2 separate regions of the Macaca mulatta genome follow, and region 1 is linked to region 2. A link is a contact called in public Hi-C data. All regions are on one chromosome and are shown on one strand. The core of a region is the stretch at or near the end of the contact, and the rest is flanking DNA. Distances in the headings are between cores, read along the strand shown.

Region 1 (4,198 bases), core at 1,590-4,089, 170 kb before region 2:
TAAAATTTGCGGTGATGGCGATGGCCAGTTTGCCACGGAATTCTTTCCGACGAAACCCTGGAGGGAGGTGATAAATCGCTGGCTAGAGAAGGAAGATCACTTCAAATGAAAGTGGGGGTGCTGATAAAGACATCAGGGAAAGCTGGGGATGAGAACTGATGGGAAAGTTAGGGCAGCTCTTCTGCAGATGAAAACAAGGTATTTACCTACCTAGGAATATGAAAATTCAGGAACGAAGTCAAAGTCTCCGTTAACAAACAATTTGAAATCTGACTGGCCGGAATATTACTTAGTACCAGGGATTCCTCTTTAAAAAAGGGATGTGTTGGGGGAGTACCTGCTTATTAATATGTAGATTAAGTCCTACAGGTGCCAGACACTCAAGGTATGGCTCGTCTCCTAGTGCCCCAGCAAGAGTGCCCTGTAAGCAGCAGCCTGGGCGAGGTGAGGTGGTTCACACCTGTAATCCCAACACTTTGGGAGGCCAAGGCGGGCAGACTGCTTGAGCCAAGGAGTTCGAGACCAGCTTAGGCAACATGGGGAAAACCCAATCTCTACAAAAAACATAAAAATTAGCTGGATATGGTGGCATGCGCCTGTAGTCCCACCTACTCAGGAGGCTGAGATGGGAGGATCGCTTGAGACCAGGCAGATGGAGGCTGCAGTGAACGTGCTCATACTACTGCACTCCAGCCTGGGCAAAAGAATGAGACCCTGTCTCAAAAATGAAATAATTAAATAAAATAAAAGCAGCGGCCCGAGTGCCAGCTGGCTAGAGGATGGCAGGACCTGCCATTCCATCAGGGCAGGAAGCACACATTCAGGCTCTCAAAAGAGAGGATCCTGGTCACACAGTCTCACCCCAGGGGTAGGACAGCATCCGCTTTCCCCTCTGCTATGAGTCAGGCAGAGGAGCACAGACCAATACCTTCCAAGGTGTTCCTCCGACCATCCCCACCGATGATCACTTCAAATTCATACTCTGACACAGGATGAGTCTTAGGGTGCACCAGTGCCCGCCAGCCTATCCCTGTGGACCAAAACCAAATAAATGGGGGTCACCACCCAGACCACATTCACAGCCAGGACCATCTCTAGATACCCAGTCATGTGAACTGCACAAAACCCTGGGCCAAAAACACTATGTGTAGAAGCAGTGGAGACAGAGGCTGGCCGCGGTGGCTCACGCCTCTAATCCCAGCACTTTGGGAGGCAGAGGCTGGCAGACTACTTGAGGCCAGGAGTTCAAGACCACCCTGGCCAGCATGGTGAAACCCTGTCTCTACTAAATATACCAAAATTAGCCAGGCGTGGTGGCGTGCACCTGTAACCCCAGCTACTCTGGAGACCTAGGCAGGAGAACTGCTCAGAGGTCACAGTGAGCCAAGACTGAGCTACCGCACTCCAGGCTGGGTGACAGAGTGAGACTCTCATCTAAAAAAGAAAAAGCAGTGGGGACAAACCACAGAAGGAAAGAAGCCTTGCAGAGGGCCCACCACATGTGCACCTGCGACATCAAAGGCTGCATCCAGACCACGTCCCCACAGGCACAGGCTTTGGCTAGCTCTGGAAGCAGCCCTCAGGGGCCTTTGGTTTGCTCCCTCAATCTCATCTTCCTCATCCATCAACACCCTCTCATGCCTTCTTCACTCCTCCAGTATAACTTACGTTCATTCTCTTGGTCCTCAGGAGGTTGTATAAGTCCTTGGAATTCCACATTGACATGGATTTCAATGCCTAGGATCAAGGCTACTTTCAAAAGTATTAGTTGGAGCTGACGGATACCTGGGAGAAAACAGAGATGGTGTTGGTGGGAACACATGGAGAAGGGGGTATCCATCCGTGTCGCGGCTCAGGCTCCCACCCCACCACCCACGCTCCCTTCATTCAGATTCCCAAAGCCTGCTGTAGCAGGAGACATTCCGAAGCCACACTCCGTAACTTCTTCCTTTCTTTAAGGCAAATATAACCCAGTGGAAAAGATGTTCTACAGCAACACACAGGACACTCCTACCTCTTGGGTTCAGTGTTCTAAACAACCAAAAGCTTGGAGACAACACGGGATTGTGGCCTACAGGAGATCCCTTTCCATCTTTCCAATTCGGGGCTGCCATATTGGTGGCATCTCTGATCCTGCTAGGTCAGGAGGCAGATGCACCCACAGGGTACAGCCCACAGTCAGATGCAGAGCTGCTGCATGACCTCCCCGCCCACGGGCGTCTCTTTCAGCCCATTCCCTGGTTGATCATCACACATTCTTACAAGGCAAGAAGGGAAATCATAATCCAACCAGATCCTCCTCCCATTCCCCCTGCCACTCCTGGTCTACAGCTATGGAAACTGAGGCCAGAATGACTGACAATCTTGCTTATTTTCATAGTGAGACTGATTGATTTATTCAACGTCCATGAGCACCTGTAGGCACCAGACATGGCAGGGACTTAAGGTGTAGAGATAAAGATCTAGGCCCTGGTAGAAGACCCTCTCAACCCTAAGATGAATCTTGCCACAAATAAGGCAGACAAATCCACTGAGTTAATGACCCTTGGTCCTCTCTTAAGACCAAACTTAACTGGGTCTAATGTGCCAGGAGCAATGCAAACCCTCCTCACGTCATCTTGGTTGTTCTCCCCAGTTTACCACAGCCACCACCCTTCTGAGTCCCACTCCCAAAGACTTGTTAAACTCTGCACTAGCATAGTATTTTCGCAGAGAACTGTGGGTTCCAAGATGCTTTATAAACTACAGCCAACAGATGGGCACAGCGCTTCCTCTGCCAGTGGAATGTGGTGACTGCCAGCCAGCGTCTGATAAATTGGCACAGCTGCTGCAAACAGCAAAAGGTTCCATGACTGAATGTGTTTACAGGACACATCTGGAGAAGCTCAGAACAAAGGCTCCTTGATAAAGCTTTCCTGAAAGCATTAATGATAATCAATAAAAAGCCTTCAGTTTCATAACGCACACTGTCTGTTCTGAATTGCTTTTCTGGCCACTTACAGTCAAACACCGCTGATTGCATTAACTTGTATTCATACCCTGTAGGATCTCAGAAAAGCACAGCCCCGGGCTGAGCTTGGAGGTGAGAAAAGTACAGCAAGGGCTTGCAGACCACACAAGAACCACCTAACCAGAGGGATGCCATTATCCCCTTGCCATTAGCGGCCCGGCCAGGGCTCTGCTCCTTCTGCAAGCGTGGCTTCCCCCAGGACTCTGTCCCCACAGCACTCTGTGCTTATATTAGTAGAGCACGTATCAGGTCACAGCACAGACAGCTGCACGCCTGTGTACTTCTGCCACTGCAAGAAGGACCACCAGAGGGTCTGGGCCCAAACTGGTCATCGTTTCCCCAGTGCCTGGCCCCAGTGCCCATCCCGCAAACTGCAAGAGCTCAGTAAGAGTCCAAGACCTAACTTAGAAATCCTCAGGTCAAACCCCACAATTTCATAGGTTACCGATATGCTCACATTTAAGAGTCCTAAATTACAGAACCACTGCATAGCAGGTGTTTTTACTTCCAGATGAGTGCACTTACTACAAGAAAGACAGCAATGAGATTAGAAGAAATTTGGCGGCATATGAATTCCTCAGCTAATCCACCTATCTCTTTCTAATGAACACGTGTGCGAGGGGTAGGGTGGAACCTTACAGGAAAGCTAGTTTTACTTACTGATATGGTCGATGGCTCCGGCACAGAACTTGCCATAGAACTTCTTGGCACCCAGACCTCGTAGATCATGTATGGTGAATGGCCAGAGATGCAAGACGTTGTTGCGGGAGAAGGCATCTCGTTTCTCAATAACAACCACCTTGGCCCCCAGTAAGGATAAGTCGATGGCTGTACGGAGACCACAGGGGCCAGCCCCAATGATGAGACACTGAAAAACACAGCTGCTTTCAGGGCAGGCAGCACTTCCAACAAACAATTCTAAAGAAGTCTCATGATCGTATGATCATCACTCCCTAAAGCCCTGAAATAGGGCTATTCTCCCCACTGCCAAGAAACCTTCACACCTATGTGGGTCACAGAAGAACACCTGCCATGGCTGAAGAGAAGAGCTAGTGATCACCATGAATGGAGAAGACAGAACCATCAGTGCTAGACACAAGCCCGGCACCTGTTCACCTTGGACAGCCTGGAAGGCCCTTGATCTGCAGCATATTTAAGTGGCCATCATCTCAACAAACGATATGAAAA
Region 2 (4,142 bases), core at 701-3,200:
AGCCCGGGAATAGTTGAAAATTGGGTGAATCAGAAGTGGAATACAATCATATTTTTACATGGTTTCTAGCTCTCCTCTCTCCTGCCTTAAATATCTTGACCTCATTCTGGCTGTCTCACTACTAAATAGGCAAATTTACTTTTAGCAAGGCTGCTTCTTTTAAGACTGTGTGTCCATCTCCTGGACAAATTTGGAATAGCAAGAAATTTGTTAGGAATTAAGGAAAGGGACTTTCCCAGGCAGCAGCCACTTAGGGCTGGCCGATTCTGAGCATGTTCCGTCTTCCCAGGCCTGGCTCACAGTTTTCAGTGCTTAACGCGCATGGCGCTTTGTGCGCAATTTCACTTAATTCTTCCCTCAGCCATCGGGAGCTAAGGACAAACTGTTATCCCAATTGTACAGGTGAGGAAATCGGAGCTCATTTAAATAAATTGCCGAGGTCACACAACTAGTAAGTGACAAAATCTCAGTCAAACCGAGGCTCTTTTGGCTCAAAGGCGTGTATTGAGCCCTACTCTGCTCTGCAGGGACAGAACTAAGTATGTTTTCTATTCAGGGCATGCACAGTCATTCCATGAGTGAGTTACACAATGTAAGATAAGGACATTGTGAAAAACAAAACTATACCATACATAATGCACTTTATAATAAAGTACTGGGAACAGAGTATGTGGTAAATTGTAACTATAATAATAATTTTAAACAGATCCACTAATCACACATTATTATATTCTGTTTCACTCGGGCTTTGCCTTGCTTCCCACTTTTGTACTAGGTCCTCTTGGCTTTAGTTTCTCCCCAGTTCTCTACCCTTTGAACTCTCTCCAAAGCTTCCCTAGAATTTTTGCTGTCCTAGAAATTAGACAGGCACCTGCTCACATCATACATCCCCTACCCTTGTCACCAGACATACACACATCCATCTTCTGGGCTTTCTGTTCTCTTGCGGAAAAGTCTGCAGGGGAAGCTGAGGCAGAACCAAGTCCACCAGATTCCGAGGAAAGATAAGTATGGACTCTGTAACCAGATAAAAGTGAAGCCACAACTTCACTTATTCCACAAATACTTTTTGACTACCTATAGATGGCACGCACTGTTCAAGGCGCTGAGGTTCCCACAGTGACAAAAGAGACAAAAACGTCTGCCTTTGTGAGTTTGTATCATAGTGGAAGGAAACAGACAAAAAAAGTAAGTAAAATATAGACACTGGTATGTAGATGGTGATAAACGATAACGAGAAATATAAAATAAGGACAGATTGGAAGTGACAACAGTGGGGAGGTAGAATTGGTATCTGCATTTAACGTTTTCTAACAACAAATCCAGGGTGGGGTACAAAGCAGTGAGAAAATGAGGCCCTTATGCTCAGCGCCCCCAACCCTGCGTCGGTGGGGTCACTATTCACTTTGGAACACTGCCCTTGGGACCAACATATTCTCAGTGATCCTTGTGAAGGTTTCCACCCTAAGTCCCTCATCCTCACCAGGCAATATTTATTCTCCCAAAGCAAACTATGGAGGCAACGCGGAGAAAGTGTGAATTAATTCAAGACTAAGGTTGCCAAAATGTGTGATCAGCTCTGCCTCAGCCTTGACATTACATTACAGATTCCCTGATCGCCGCCGTCGCAGAAGCTCTGAATTGGAAGCGTGCATGTATTTGCAAATCCATTGCTGGCATTTCTTCCGTTAGCCTCCGCTGGAACTGGTTAGTGAAGATCCCTCCATTTCACAAGACAGCTTCAGTTTTGTTTTGTTTTGACTTCCCCACTCCGAAGCTGTAGCGCACTTTGTTTTCTCACGGAACAGGGGCGGCTTCCGGGGCGCGGCGTGCTGGGGGTTGTAGTCCACAATCTCCCGCCTGTTTCCGTTATAGAAGCCGATGGGCCGGGAGCTGCGGAACTACAACTCCTAGAGTACCCCGCGCCGCTGGGACGCCGTGCGGCTGCGGGGCGGGGCGAGCGCAAAGATGTCCGCGCCCGCTGCTGGGAGGCGAGGTGAGAGTGTTTGACCGTAACCAGGCGCCCGGAGCTGAGGCAGTTCCTGCACGTGTCGCGGGGCCGGAGACGCTAGGGCCAGGTATTCCAAGGATGCAAGAATCCTGCAAATTCGACATGTAAACTGCTTCCTCAGCCTCCAGGCGAGCCCTGCCTTTGCCTCAGGCCCCTTCCTTTTCCTTCTCGGGGAATCGACCTCGGGAAGGGGTGTGGGCAGAGATGAGGACTCTCCCTTTTCGCCCAGGCCAACTCGGGATATCCCGGAGCCTCTGGGGAGGCGGTCACTCCGACGTCTGAGGACCTGGGCCTTGGGCCCGGACTCGTTATGAAGAGCGACTGCTCGACCTCTGCAGCCCCCTTCAGGGGGCTTGGGGGACCTCTGCGCAGCAGCGAGCCGGTGCGCGCGGCCCCGGCCCGGTCGCCGGCCGTGGACCTTCTGGAGGAGGCGGCCGACCTCCTGGTGGTGCACCTGGACTTCCGGGCGGCGCTGGAGACCTGCGAGCGGGCCTGGCAGAGTCTGGCCAACCACGCCCTGCCAGAGGAACCCGCGGGCACGTACGTGCTGGGCTCGGAAATGAACCGATTTCCGGGTGCTCTTATGGTGGGGCCCAAGGTCTCAGGAGTTCTGTCATTCCCAGATTGCCCACAAGGAGCTTTACACCTCGCTTTCATCAGTGGTTTGTCTCCGACAGGGTGGTTGCTCATCGTGTGCCAATTCTACAGAGGAGGGAAGTCGTATAACAAGAGCTTAGTGGCGAACCCACGGCCAATTATTTGCTCCTTGTTCCAGGGTAGAATGGCATGATGCGAAGGCTGAATGTGTATTAAGTGCTAAGTTCTGTCAGTAAGCAGGTGGTAAAAGTCCTCTCCCAGGTACCTCCGCCCCGCCCCGCCCCGCCCCGCCCAAGGTTGTTTATTCCTGACCTTGCGGATGATGGGGAATGGGGGTCATGGCAGGAGCAGTGTTCTGGTCCAATTGGAAGAATGGATTAAATAATTAATTCAGGGCCGGGCGCGCGGGGGCTTACGCCTGTAATCCCAGCACTTTGGGAGGCCGAGGCAGGAGGATTGCTTGAACCCAGGAGTTCGAGACCAGCCTGGGTAACATAATGAGCCCTCTTCTCTAGCACAAAGAAGAAAAAGAAAAGAATCCGGAGAAAAAAACCTTGGGCTTGCATTGCTCTTTCTAGTGCCACCAGCCTTGTCTGGCAGGTGAGAGCGTCATTTCTTTGCATTGTAAAGTTGGGTTAGGCCACTCCAGGGAGGTGTTAGGTAGAATAGCGAAAGCTGACCGCAGAGAAGGATGATCTGGAGAGCCCTGGCTGTGTTTTAGGGTACTGGGTGGAAGCTCATTTCAGTGAATGCAGAAGGCTTTGCTTCTCGGTGTCTGGAGGAACCTTACTAGGTGGTGTCTTTTAGCCAGCTGTGGAGTTGCTATACCTCCATTCAGCCAGAAACCTTGCTGCAAGCCCATTTGTTCACTGAGCAAACTTAGTTCCAGCTCTTTTTTGTCCCACACACCGGTGATGCGTGTTATTTCCCCCTCAGGATTACCCTTCCTCTTCATTTAAATCTGATTTCACTTGGATACAAAGAAGAACGTTGAGCAATAGCTGACTTGCCTCTTAAGAGGTTTACAGGAACTTTTAGTTCCTGGGGGAAAGGGCAGCCCATGAGACCAATTGTGAAGCCCATCTAAGTACTAACAGGGATGAGAGAGATGATGGCTGCTGAGTTGGGAGCTGGAGAGGAACAGTCCCAAGGTGGAGGTGGGCATGGAAATGGAGGGGAACCACTTCTAACTGAAATTGGTTTTTCTGCTGACAGCTCCTTGGAGGTGAAGTGCTCCCTGTGTGTTGTGGGGATCCAGGCCCTGGCAGAAATGGATCGGTGGCAAGAAGTCCTCTCCTGGGTCCTTCAGTATTACCAGGTCCCTGAAAAGCTACCCCCCAAAGTCCTGGAGCTGTGGTGAGTCGTCTTTGCTGACTCATCAGATCATTTCAGAAACAAGAGGATTTGCATCTCCTCTCCGCAATCTGGGCCTAATACCTACTCTTTTCCCCTTCCCTACTATTGCCCTCCACATCTAATTCTTTCCCTTCACTTCTTCTTTTTTTCCTAGAGTTCCATACATAGCAATAAAGAA

Evidence for each region. Hi-C and Micro-C count contacts between places; a contact is called where the count stands out from the background.
Region 1: a contact with region 2 is called in a Hi-C map of fetal cortical plate, with 2.2 times the contacts expected there. The contact joins the enhancer-like site here to the promoter of PEX26 in region 2. A contact is called at or near these places in 3 of 14 Hi-C or Micro-C datasets (blood, fetal cortex germinal zone and fetal cortical plate).

The regions. Positions count from the first base shown.
Region 1 is chr10:34,169,317-34,173,514 of T2T-MMU8v2.0, reverse strand. It overlaps MICAL3 (microtubule associated monooxygenase, calponin and LIM domain containing 3), which reads right to left. Exons shown (of 33, transcript XM_077950777.1): 3 at 3,671-3,878; 4 at 1,669-1,785; 5 at 929-1,030; 6 at 1-57. Among named protein-coding and RNA genes, the nearest start is that of MIR648, 74 kb to the right of the region's middle. Within about 2 kb of position 2,839, at least 9 of the 40 cell types and tissues checked have an H3K27ac peak or open chromatin away from gene starts, as enhancers often do. A contact at or near this core is called in fetal cortex germinal zone and fetal cortical plate, where this site is marked.
Region 2 is chr10:33,998,518-34,002,659 of T2T-MMU8v2.0, reverse strand. PEX26 (peroxisomal biogenesis factor 26) reads left to right here and starts at 1,950. Exons shown (of 5, transcript NM_001260660.1): 1 at 1,950-2,551; 2 at 3,824-3,964. The coding sequence starts at 2,322. It overlaps LOC144331967 (a long non-coding RNA gene), which reads left to right and starts at 1,066. Exons shown (of 2, transcript XR_013399625.1): 1 at 1,066-1,188; 2 at 1,608-1,773.